Linked DNA regions of Zea mays: all the other regions are linked to region 3. Evidence: chromatin contacts called from public Hi-C data. All regions are on one chromosome and are shown on one strand. The core of a region is the stretch at or near the end of the contact, and the rest is flanking DNA. Distances in the headings are between cores, read along the strand shown. Region 1 has its middle 81 kb from the start of LOC100216946. Region 2 holds the start of LOC100216946 (guanine nucleotide-binding protein beta subunit-like protein). Region 3 holds the start of LOC100282151 (ribosomal protein S11 containing protein).

Region 1 (4,308 bases), core at 785-3,284, 410 kb before region 3:
TGCCTTTTCTTGGCCACATAATCTCCAAAGGAGGAATCGCGGTAGATCCGACCAAAGTAAGAGAGATAGTGGGATGGAAGATACCGGGATCGGTCACTAAAATCCGAAGTTTCATGGGACTCATGGGTTATTACTGGCGTTTTATCGTGGGATTCTCCAAGCTAGCAAAGCTAATGACCTCGCTGTTGGAGAAGGGAAAAGAATTTAAGTGGACTCAAGCAATGCTGGACAGTTTCAATCAACTAAAGTTTAAGTTGATGTCACCTCCAGTGTTGGTAATAGCTGATCTACAGATTGGATTTGATATATATTGTGATGCATCTCGTCTAGGCTTGGGATGTGTTCTTATGCAAGAAGGACATGTCATTGCCTACGTGTCTCGCTAGTTGAGGAAGCACGAGCTGAAATACCCCACTCATGATTTGGAACTGGCCACCGCAGTGCATGCTCTCAAGATTTTGAGACATTATGTAATGGGGACAAAGCGATAAATATATACATACCATAAGAGCTTGAAGTATATTTTTACCCAAAAAGATCTCAACCTTAGGCAACGACGTTGGTTGGAACTCATCAAGGATTATGACTTGGAGATTCACTACCATCCAGGCAAGGCGAATCTGGTTGCGGATGCCTTGAGTCCGAAGGAACACAGTCATGCAGCTGTAGGTACGCAGTTACCCGACAGGTTGGCAGAGAAGTTTGATAGGCTCAAACTGGGGATAATTGCTCATGCGGAGGGAGTCACTATAGAGATGGAACTTACCTTGGAGCAAGAGATACAGAAAGGTCATGTTGGTGATGCTAAGGTTCAAGAGATCAAAGACCTGATGGATGAAGGCAGAGGTCCAGACTTCATGGAAGATGAACAAGGCACAATCTGGTTCAAGAACATGATATGTGTTCCTGAGATAGACAGTCTCTGTGACACCATATTGAAGGAATCCCATGACTCACCCTATTCCATTCATCCTAATAGCACCAAGATGTATCAGGATATGAAACAGAAATACTGGTGGTATGATTTGAAAAGGGATGTCGTTGCACATGTGGTTGCATGTGATGTCTGTCAAAGGGTAAAGGCCAAACATCAGAGACCAGCTGGATTACTCCACCCATTGCAAGTACCTGAATGGAAGTGAGAAGAAATCGGTATGGATTTCATTGCCAGGTTTCCTATAAAAAGGAAATGTGCCCTCATGCCATTTCTATATTGTCTTGGTGATTAGATGCTCAACACATAGAGTTATGACTTTATTGAGCTAAGAGTTAAAGAGATGTAAATGGAAAAGCAAGGTATAATTCTAGCCTTAGTAAATTGTTTTTGGTACTAACATTATTCTACTAAGTGCTAGGAAACTTCTACAAAGTGAGAAAAAGTGAGAGAAATCAAATTGAAGAAACTTGCACCAGCCTGTGGTGCACCGGACAGTGTCCGGTGCCCTGGCTGGCGCACCGGTGAACAGACCGTTCTCGGGAAAAAGGACAAGGCGCCGCGGCTATAATTCACCGGACTGTCCGATGTGCCAGCCGCGCGCCCAGCCAATGGTCGACCGAGCAATCAGCGGGTGACACGTGGCTCAACCAATGGTCAGAAGGTCGCACCGGACTGTTCGGTGTGCCACGAGGCCAGTGGCTGACAATGGTTGGCTTTGCCAAACAAGGAAGGGAATCACACACTGCTCACTTCTTGGTGGTGTAGTGGACTATCCGGTGCGCCCACGGATAGTTAGGGGTGAAAACGGGTAGGGTATCCGAAACGGGTACCAAATATGGGTACTGATTCGGGACCATTTTTCGGATACAGATACTGATATTTTTTTTCATCCAGAACGGATAAGGGTACTACTTGGATAAAAACTCATCGGATACGGGACAATCAATATCTGGTAAATACCCAGAACTGGTGGGCGGATATGGGTACCCAGTTGTTGGTTACGCAATACCTTTCCCCGACCAGTCCTAGCTTACTGTGTCTCAGCCTCTCAGGGTCTTAGTTCTCACGGTTTCAACGTTTGCCAAAATGCCAGCCCATATCCATATGTGTGTGGGCCATGGCCGAAGGTTGAGGCCCGTTGATTATTTGGAGTGCACAGCTTAATAGGTTCTAGACTTCTAGTACTCTCGGTTGGGCGGACGACCAGACGCTAGAGCAAGGCGCCGCCGCAGCACTGGCACTGCAGACCGGCAGTCTGCACCACCAGCGTGTGCCACTTCGACCCTGCTACCACGCCACATCGGATTTCGTGCAAGTCTGCAACCAAGCGCCACCGGCCTGTGCCACTTCAACCCTACCACATCGCAGGCTGCAGTGAAGTCATCGTCGCCCCTGCCACGCTATAGCTCGGCTCATAATCCAGGCTTCGCTGCCCCTGCCACGTCGTGCTGTCCTATCCGAGCTCGTCGTCACTCGAGGCGCTCTTCACCCGCGCTCGCATGATGCAGCCGCCCCATGCTAGCAGGTCCAGTCCCAACTTGTCGCCACCGGTCGTCGTCGGCTCGTCGTCATCGGCTCCGGCGTCTCGACAGCAACAGCCGGAGGCGCCTCGCAGTCGAACTCTCGCGTCGTGGCCCCGGTTTGCAGCCCCTTGCTTTCTTCTAAGGTATTGTTGCTTTCTAGTTTTTATGTATTTTACTAGTCTACCAGTAACTTTGTTCTTATCTTTGTGATGGACAATAATAGCACCATGGATGTGGATAATATTTGTGACATTGACAACAATGTGTAGAATGAAGATGAGATACATGGTATTGGGGGATGTTAATGGCAACGACAATGACCACATGGAAGAGGAGGATCATATTCTTACACCTACTGGTAGTGAGGTGAATGTCACTAGTCAAATAGTTGTTTGTGGAAAAACAAATCCATAGGTGGAGACAATTGTGTGGTGAAACGACTACTAGCAACCAAGTCAACTAGTACCCCTACAAGCAAGTTTATGGCATCTGCATTTAAAGCAACAAGGTCAAACAAGAGCACAAATTTAGTGCATCAACCTCAAGTTTTGAAAGGTGTCCTTTTTACTTTGTTTGTTTCATTTTCAAGTGAATGCAAATGTATATTAACATATCCTTTTTTGTTATAGTTGCACAAGATGCAAGTGCGCGTGCAAGTGAAAATGCAAGCATAGCTGCAAGTGTCCAAATAAGCACTGAAGATGATTGTGATGAAGAATTAGATGTCAAGAAAACGAAGCTCACTTCATGGGTTTGGGAGCATTTTACAAGGTATGAATTAGAAGTGGAGCAAAACGATGGTTCCATTGTTAACCAAAAGTGGGCAAAATGCAAAAAAAAGTCCACATAAAGCTAAGGCTAATAGTTCAAATGGCACAAAGGCTTTTAGTTACCATTTAAAGCTGAGGCATAAGATTTTGAAGGGTCAACAACACTTAACTCCGAATGGGGATACTATAGAAACCTATAAATATGATGAGAATTTTAGTGTGAGACTGCTATATTATGCCATCATCATGCATGAGTATCCTTTCCGTATTTCCCAACACAAGTACTTGGTGAAATTTATCAAATCACTGTGACCATCATTTCCTTTGAAGTCTCATGTTACTATTCGTAAAGAGATCATGGATCTTTATATTGAGGAAAAGAATATGTTGTATGCACAATTCAAAAAGTTGTCCTGTCGTGTTAGTTATACTATGGATACATGGACATCTATTCAAAACAAGTCATACTTGTGTGTCACTGCTCATTGGATTGATGATAATTGGAACATGCAAAAAAGGATTATCAATTTTATGCATGTAGAAGGCAACCATAGTGGGATAAAATTGAGTGATACTTTTTTTTCTAATGTGCTGAATTGGAACCTTGATAAGAAAATGTTTGCTCTTTCTTTGGATAATGCTTCTTCAAATAAGGTTGCCATTGATATAGTGATTGATAGTGCTAAAGACTTGCTTGTTTGTGGTGGAAAGTTCTTTCATGTTAGATATGCAAATCATATATTGAATCTTGTTGCTAGAGATGGGTTAGCTATAATTGCACATGCCATTGGAAATATTAGACATTTTATAACATTCATTAAAAGGTCACACTTGCAGTTGGAGGCATTTGAGAAATGTGCAAGAGAATGTGACCTAGACCCTAAAAAATCTCTTTCCTTGGATGTTGCAACAAGATGGAACTCCACATATATTATGGTTAGAGATGCCATTTACTACAAGAATGCTTTTGATCGCCTTGCAAAAAAGAAAAAGGATAGATATGGTCTTATCAATCATTTGGCTAATGATTGGTTGAATGCATTAAACATTAGCAAGTGTTTGAAGAAGTTCTATGATG
Region 2 (4,525 bases), core at 283-2,782, 500 kb before region 3:
TATCTAAATGATAGTATGGCATGTTACACGTTATAGCAAAAAAAATCAATGCAGAATATAGTTCCAATGCAATTGCGCACTGTTGGCACAAAGTAACAAAATGGCATCAGAGTTCAACATTACATATGTGCCTTGCCCATGCATATCTAGAACACCCACAGACTAGGTAAGATATAATGCTGATAACAAACAATGGACTGGGTGAGGATATAAAGTTACAAACTCAGATGATGTAATTCACTAACACTCATGGTGTAATACTGGGTAAAAACAATAACAAGAGCATATGTAAAACAAGTGGAAAATTGATAGAACAATTAAAGTGATACAAAACTATGACACAGCACACAAATCATCTTTTAACCAAAATATATTCTTATATGCATTAGCACTAAAGATTCAGCACCCTAACAGTTCTGCAGAGAACTGGACATTTGTTGAAGTTGGATATATATGTATACATACCATATAAGTGGATTAACGGACTAATTCCTCAATAAGGCAGCACAACTCATGTACAAGTAGCTACAGATCCTAACCTACACGATTTCTGGCATGCTAAACGCAGGTTAAGGGCAGAGACGAACCTGGTTCTTGGAGACCTGGATGTCGGGCTTGAGGTCCTGCACAACGTGCTTCGACTCGAGGTCCCAGATCTTGACAGAGTCCTGCGTCGCAGCGCAGAGCCAGTAGCGGTTGGGTGAGAAGCAGAGAGAGTGGATGATGGAGCCCGCGTCCAGCGAGTACAGCCTCTTCCCCTCAGCCAAATCCCACAGCAGAGTAACACCGTCCTTCCCGCCGGAGGCGCACAGCGACCCGTCGGGGCTCACAGCGACGGCGTTAACATAGCCACCGTGCCCATCCAGAGTGCAGCGCAGCTTGCAGTTGGTAAGGTTCCAGACCTTGACGGTGCGGTCCCAGGATCCGGAGACAATGGTGGGCTGGAAGGTGTTTGGGGAGAACCTAACGCAGGAGACCCACCCGTTGTGGCCCTCGCCGCCGCCGAGGTCGCCGCCGATGGTGTACTTGCACTCGCCGAGAGTGTTCCAGAGCTTGATGGTCTTGTCGCGGGACGCGGAGACGATCTGGCGGTTGTCGACGGAGAAGGCGACGGAGATGACGTCCTTCTCGTGGCCGACGAAGCGGCGGGTGGTGAGGCCGGTGGAGAGGTCCCAAAGGCGGAGCTCGCCGTCCCAGGAGCCAGAGAGTGCGAACTGGCCGTCGGAACTAAGGACGACGTCCTGGACGAAGTGGGAGTGGCCGGTGAGGCGGCGGAAGGGGACGCCGTAGTCGGCGGTGACGCCGGATTCCGGGGTGGAGTGGACCGGGTTGGTCAGGTCCCACACCAGCACGGACTTGTCCCGGGAGGAGGAGACGATGAAAGGCGAGTTGTCGATCGGGGTCGCGATCGCCGTCACCTCGCCGTTATGGCCGCGCATCGTGCCCACCAGGGAGAGGGACTCCTGCGCGCCGGCCATGGTCGCCGTGGGGGATTGGGGCTGCAAGGGTTGCTGTGGCGGCGGCGCGAGGCGTAGGATGGCGAGGGAAATGGGGCAAAGCGGGAGACCAGGCCTTTATAGTTGGGAGAAGGTGGGGGCTAGGGTTTTGCGGGTCTGGCGATCTGCGCTAGAATGGTGGGTGGAAGATCAGAACCGTTGAATAGGATAGCGGGGGTGTGGTACTGTGGTGGATGATCATTAAGGCAAAGGAAAACTGCATAAATCCACTTACAAGTTTGGGGTGTTTTCAAATACCCACAACTTATATTCTGTCAAACTCCTCCTTCCAAATTAGGTGGTCTAATCTTATAGCAAACACGTTTGGCTCCATCCTTAAAACACTAATCGGCTTGGCTCCTTGGCTTGGTTAGCTTAGCCAAAACCGAGCGCTCCATCCAGCTCATACAATATGCCATGAAGAAAATCTGAAGCCAGAAGGTACGACCTTATCAAATTATCATCAATCATCCAACAACAAGAGAACAAGCTTTTCTAGAAACTAAACTACTAGTAACACTTTGCTGAGGTCACTTGTAACTTTGTAAGGCGAGTGAAGAAACTAGTAGCTAGCACTAACAGTCAAATGCCAGGGCTGCTGAAAAGCCAAGACGGCACAGCAACAGGTGGAAATGGAACAGGAGTGAAGGGCATGCTGCACGCGGCTAGTCTGCTTGTGCATACGCAACCAGCTATGCTGCAGAACACATTGTAACTTGTAAGTAGGCGCTCCAACAACCCGCATGAGCTCATGGGAACCGAGCGCTCTATCCAGCTCATACAGCAGGGCTAATAAAAATCGTTTCAGAATGCAATTACCAAATAAAAACCAAGCGCTCCATCCAACACATCCAACACATAATGTAGTGACCCAATAAAAATCATTTCAGAATCATATTTTGCAGTAACAAGGCGCAATAGTCACAGTTTACATTAACAAGGCACATATCACAGTTAATCATTCCTTTTCCTTATTGAGAACAACTTTTGTGGCCTAATTCCAGGTCCTCCTTCGATGTTCTGACAGACTCCATTGACTTCATCATTGTTCATGTAGTTTTGGCCTTCAAATGGAGCCAAATTGTATTGGCTTGAACCTTCAAATGTTGACGGGTTTGGTTGAGATGAAGTAGGAACACCAATTGAGGCCTAAAATATAGAAATATAGCTATGTGAGTTGATACCTTTACCATGGAAAATGCAAAATAAATAGTGAGTCACAAACCCTCGTGTACTTAGCTCCCTTCCTAGGCTCCCAATCAGCCCTAAGTGGCACTCCACATCCCTTAACATTGTGACCATAAGTGTGGCAATTGGAGCATTTCACTGCAGCCCTTTTTGAGGCTCTAGACTCAACATGAGGTTCTCCTTGCGTTCTCACTCACTTCTTCTTTGGTCTTCCAGGCTGGGCATGATAAAATGGAGGATCCACATCAGGCAAGTATGTGCTTAACCATTGTCTCTTGTCTGGCACAAGTATAATCATACCCTCATATGTGGCTACATATTTCTCCCTAGTGAAGAACAATGACATATAGTTTTCTGGCTTGTGTTTGAACTCATGAATAGCAACCACTGCATGTGAGCATGGCACTCCAGTAACATCCCACTTGTAGCATCCACATTTGTGATTGTTGAGATCAACAACATATTGATTGTCTCCACTTGTGACTTGCCATATCCCATGCCCAGCACAGACGGCCCTGCAATATGAAGCATTTTTCTTCTCAAACTCAAGCTTTTTCTGATAATTTGGAGCTATGAACCATGTGTCCTTCTTTGCACCATCTCTTTTAATATTAATAGACTCCATCAACTTAGTCCTAATGTGCTCCACCATCGTGCACATAGGTTCTTCTCTTGCCTCCAAAATCCAAGAATTGTATGACTCGCTAATGTTATTAACGACCAAGTCAGTTTTAGCATCGGGGTTGAACCTATGCCTTGACTAATGCTTACTATCAATGTCAAACAACCATTTCCATGCTCTAGTGTTTTCTTTCTTAATATCATCCCTAGCTTGTTTGAAATCAAACTCCTTGTACGCATAGGCAGCCATATCCATTAGCTCTTTTAGTCGGGGACCTTTGAACCCAGCCTTTGAAAAGTTAGCATATAAGTGCCTCAAATAATATCTATGCTCTGCATGTGGGAAAATGGCCCTAATACCGTCTTTTAGACCCTGCATAAAGCAAAGCAAGAATCACACATAAAGCAAACCAAATGAAAAAGCAGAGTGAAGTACACAACAACAATACCTTTTGTCTATCACTCATAATAGTCCAGCCACCACAATGCTCTCGTTGCCCAATGGACTGCACCAGCAACTCCAAAAATCATGTCCACGAATTAGCATTTTCAGACCCTACCAAAGCGAATGCTATAGGAAAAAGATTGTTGTTTGCATCTCTTCCTTGTGCTGTTAGAATTTGTCCTCCATTTGGTAGTTTGACATGGGTGCCATCTAACCCAAAGAAAGGTCTACAACCAGCTAGGAATCCTTTTACTTGAGCATCAAAGGACACATACATCCTCTCGAATCTAGGATTTATTGCTCGTGTTGGATCCACAAAACATTTTATCACTATGCAACTTCCAGGATTAGCAGATAACACTGTGTGAGCATAATCTTGTATTCTCCTGTATTGTTCATGGTACTCACCACCAATCTTCTGCACCGCGTATCTCTTCGCTCTATAGGCTTTGGTAAGTGAGATCCCCACTAGTGTGTCCCTAAGGACAGTGTCCCCAAGGGACTTAACTCGCCAATCTTTCTCACTTCTAAAAAAATGCTCATACTCTGTGCCAATCCATTTAGCATCCATTTGCTTCACCGTGTGACTTTTCCCACAAGTGTGGTCCTTTACATACTTCTTGATCTTGAAGGAACGACCATCTGGAAGTCTAGAGGCATATATATACCAAACATAGTCTACAATTTTGCACTTTGCTGAAACTTTCATAGGATCATTCTTAGGTCTCATAACTTCTCTACCCTCACAAATGATCAAATTCTTTAGTGCTGCTCT
Region 3 (3,976 bases), core at 839-3,338:
GGCCGAACAGGGGCTCGACGGGGGCGTGGTAGGGGAGGGCGCGGACAGTCCGATGCGACGACAGACGCTCCGGCACGGCTCCGCGGATGGCGGCGGCGGCTCCGTCGGTGTGCAAGGGCGAGGGAGAGAGAGGTGAGGGAGAGGCTTGGGCGAGGGGAGAGAGGTCCGGCTCGGTCGGTTTTTATAGACGACGAGGGGGAGAGGAAGGGGCGCCGAGGAGAGGGAGAGGCAGCTGGCGGCTTCAAAGCCATTAATGGCGGCGACTTTATGAGGGGAGAGGGAGTGGGGGAGAGACACGGTCGTTTCTGGCGCAGAAGAGGAGTGGGCGGCTCGGCTAGACGGACCGACGCCAGGACACGATGGCGGTGCAGCGTTTCGCCTGCGCGGGCGCGCGGCTGAGAGGGAGTGGGGGGAAGAAGAAGGGTCGCGGGGTCATGCGGGCCCACGCGCCATAGAGAAGAGAGGAGGGGAGAGGGGCGCACGCCGATGGGCCTGGTTGGACCGATTTGGCCAACCGGCGCTAGGGTTTTCTTTTTTTTCTTTTTTTCTTTTTCTCTTTTTCTCTTATCCTTGTATCCAAAAATATAAATATATATACATATATATATATATATATTTAAATATTTATAAAAATCCATAATAATTATACTAAAAATATTACAATTAAAGTATTTATTTTTTTACCAAAGTTCTCATATTAATTAATTGGGTTTTTATATAAAAGAAATTTTACAAAAACAAGCATCAATCAATTATGAACAAACAAAAATCATTCCAAAGATGAATAAAATCAAATACTTGATTTAAAAATTTCCTTACTATATTCTCTACTATAATTTAAATGCATTATTTTTAGTTGATGGTTTCTGAGCACCGGGTGGCTCGCAGCATGAGCAGGTGGACACCATTGCACGGCGAGAAGCAGTCCCCGAGCTGGTACCCCAAATCTCGGGCCATCCAACATGGCTAGGCTAGGCGCGGATGGGCCCTCCTCCGGTGCGCGACGCGGCCCTAGCGCAACAAGGGTGCAGGCCCTATCGACGGTGCCGGCGTGCGACGGGATGGGTGCGGGAGACAAGGCTGCGAGCCATACTGCAGACTATATGCCTGTTTGGTTCAGCTTTTTTCTGACCAGCTTTTCTGAGAATCTGGCTGTGGAGAGAATTTGGCTGTGGGAAGAATCTGAGTATTGTGTGGATTACGTGCAGAGAAAGATGAAGTGGTCCAAAGGGTTTAGGATCTAGAAAGCAACAGATTCCTACTATCGTGAAGATTCGGCCGATTTTGTGTTCATGTTGATTTTGGACGGTTTTTACCAAAGCGATTCTTATAGAAGCTGGCTGAAAAGCTGAGGCGTTTGGCAATCTGCAACAGTTTTTGGTGGCCAGAAGCTGGAAAAAGCTCAAACAAACAGGGGCTATGGCGTGCGGGGCACTGGACCCGCTGTTCCCAACACCGGCGATGCGCCCCGGATATTTGACCGCTACATCGGTGACTCCTTCGGGGCTAGTGGCACGATGACGTCGTTCTTGTGGGAGGTTGCGGCTTCTACAGGAAGCCTGAATTTTTTTTGCCGCTAAGAGTAGAACCAATCTACCGATGAAAAATACCATACCATTCGATTGAGTAGAGGAATCAAAGTCTGTCGTGTACGACAGTTCGGCTAGGCCGAGAGACCTACCAGTTTGACGAAGAATCAGTGCAGATTGGATCCGTAGTAACATCGAGGTAGAGTGTGCTGATAACGTGTTGAATAACTACGTTAACACGGATCACCAGATACACTCTCTTCCCTTCCGTCAGTAGATTAGGCGCGGAGAAGGTGTAGATCATGTTTCCCTTTCCACGAGCACGACAGTAAAAACGCACAGAAGACACGATGTATGGTTGGGTCTATGACCTCTTTCTCTTCTCTTCTCTTATAATGAGGTACATATTCCTTTATATGGAGACGTGAGATTCCTCAAATGTATAAGTGGTATTTTCCCACATAATCTAACTAGGGTTTCTTAACAAGATAGGTCTGTTTCTAGACTGTGTTAATGGGCTTTAATTATTTTCGTTGAGGTCGAGCACACAACGTGGAGCCCGGTTGGGCTTCAACTAGAAAATAAAAAATAACCCATCTCATCTCAGCCCAACCACACTGATCCACCACCCTCCCTCTAGTTGAGATACTGCCGCCGCCGCCGCCCCGCCCAACGCCAGGTGCCGAGGCCTTCGCCGGCGAAGAGCGCCGACCGGGTATTCACACCCCCTTCTCTTCCCTGGCTGCTATGCAAAAGACCGAGCGCCTACTAGCTTACTTCTAATTTTGTTCTTCTTGTGTCTGAAGTACGAGATCGAGGAAGACGGCCATGTTCTCATCCGCCCGCCTTGCCCTACGCCGAGCTGCCTCTCTTGGGGCGGGCCTCTGCCGCGCCGCGGAGGATCCCTTTTCGCGAAGGTTTCTCCATGGGCAGCTCCTCCCACGTTCCTTTGCCTCAGATGCATCGGGACACAACAGGGTATCTCTATATCAACCCAACTCTCTTGATTGATTTCGTTCTCGATCTATTTGGTTAATCAAGGAGACCATGCATCTAGCCCCAGGTAACAGGGACTAAATTTTAGTCCATGTCAAACATCCGATTAAATATTGTCTAATTACAAAACTAAATTCATAGATTAGGACTAAGTGGAAAAACGAATCTATTAAGCCTAATTAGTATATGATTCGTCTATATGATGCTAAAGTAAACATTTGCTAAATATGGATTAATTAGTCTTAATAAATTTGTATCGTTGTTTAGTCTTTATCTGTGTAATTAGTTTTGTAAGTAGACTATATTTAATATTTGTAACTGGTATTCAAACATCCGGAGAGACTAAACTTTAGTCATGGGAACCAAACACCCCTATTTAATTCCCCCCATTTTGTGATAAAAGATAGAGTTGCCCTCTTTTCGCCATCTAGCAGTATGTAGTGTACGTTGAATTGAAATAAGATTTATTATTGTATGAGTTGGGGACTTTTTTATGGGTTAGGGATTTTTCTGTGGCGTATTTTTTCATGAAATACAATTTGATTCCATCCTATTCACAAAAGCATTGACTTTTCTGCCACTTGTGGCCAATTTCCCTGATGCTACAGCCTACGGCTGTTGGTGATAGTATTGATTAATGTTCAATCCCTTGCATAATATTTCATATAGTTGTAGGTTTCTCATACGGTCATACCTCCAAACCTACACAGGTGCTCACGAATACCCTAGTCGTATACACATGAAAAGTAACTATAAGCTGTTGCGTTGCAGCTTGAAATTGAGATGATAATATTAGGAAGCATGTACTCCTTCCGTTCCCTATCTTAAGATCGTGAAGGTTTGTCCTAATTCAAAATTTTGAAACTTTGACCAACAATATCTATAAAAATAATTATTTTTAAATTTACAAAAACTATATATTGTGGTAGATGTTTTGATAATAAATGTAATAGTTTCATTTTTATTTAGTCAATATTTATGAATATTTTGTTATTAATGGTCAAAGTTTTAAAACATTGACCTAGGACAAACCTTCGTGACCATAAGATGGGGGACGGAGGGAGTAGCATGTTTTCACGTGAGTCCTTAATTTTAAAAGTGTAGGTTTTTGTTTTCGTTACATTCTGTAAAGAATGAACAACGTTTCCACTGTTTGTATATTTTTTGTGTCGCTAGTTTTAGGCACAGTCTCTTGCCTCATTTTCCATTCTCCATGCGGAGCATTGATATTATGCCTTGTAAACCATAGAATACCGAGATCACATTGCATCAATATCACTGCTTATCAGAATTTTAACAGAATCAATTTTGTTTATCCAGGGTTTCCCACCTTCTGGGTCTGGAGTTGTTGCAGATACGGATCCACGTCAGAATTTTAACAGATCTGGTTTTGTGTCTCAAGATATTCGTGCTAAGACACAGGTCAACTTCAACAACACAGATAATGGAGC

The links. Hi-C and Micro-C count contacts between places; a contact is called where the count stands out from the background.
Region 1: a Hi-C map of tassel shows a contact between it and region 3, with 4 times the contacts expected there. The contact joins the enhancer-like site here to the promoter of LOC100282151 in region 3. A contact is called at or near these places in 3 of 25 Hi-C or Micro-C datasets (ear, leaf and tassel).
Region 2: a Hi-C map of ear shows a contact between it and region 3, with 10 times the contacts expected there. The contact joins the promoter of LOC100216946 here to the promoter of LOC100282151 in region 3. A contact is called at or near these places in 6 of 25 Hi-C or Micro-C datasets (bundle sheath, ear, endosperm and 2 more).

What each region holds. Positions count from the first base shown.
Region 1 is chr8:66,920,352-66,924,659 of Zm-B73-REFERENCE-NAM-5.0, reverse strand. No RefSeq gene overlaps it. Among protein-coding and RNA genes, the nearest start is that of LOC100216946, 81 kb to the left of the region's middle. Within about 2 kb of position 2,034, at least 14 of the 20 cell types and tissues checked have an H3K27ac peak or open chromatin away from gene starts, as enhancers often do. A contact at or near this core is called in ear, leaf and tassel, where this site is marked.
Region 2 is chr8:67,000,963-67,005,487 of Zm-B73-REFERENCE-NAM-5.0, reverse strand. It overlaps LOC100216946 (guanine nucleotide-binding protein beta subunit-like protein), which reads right to left and starts at 1,532. Exons shown (of 2, transcript NM_001143328.1): 1 at 588-1,532. The coding sequence starts at 1,478.
Region 3 is chr8:66,506,968-66,510,943 of Zm-B73-REFERENCE-NAM-5.0, reverse strand. It overlaps LOC100282151 (ribosomal protein S11 containing protein), which reads left to right and starts at 2,088. Exons shown (of 3, transcript NM_001155063.2): 1 at 2,088-2,507; 2 at 3,846-3,976. The coding sequence starts at 2,358.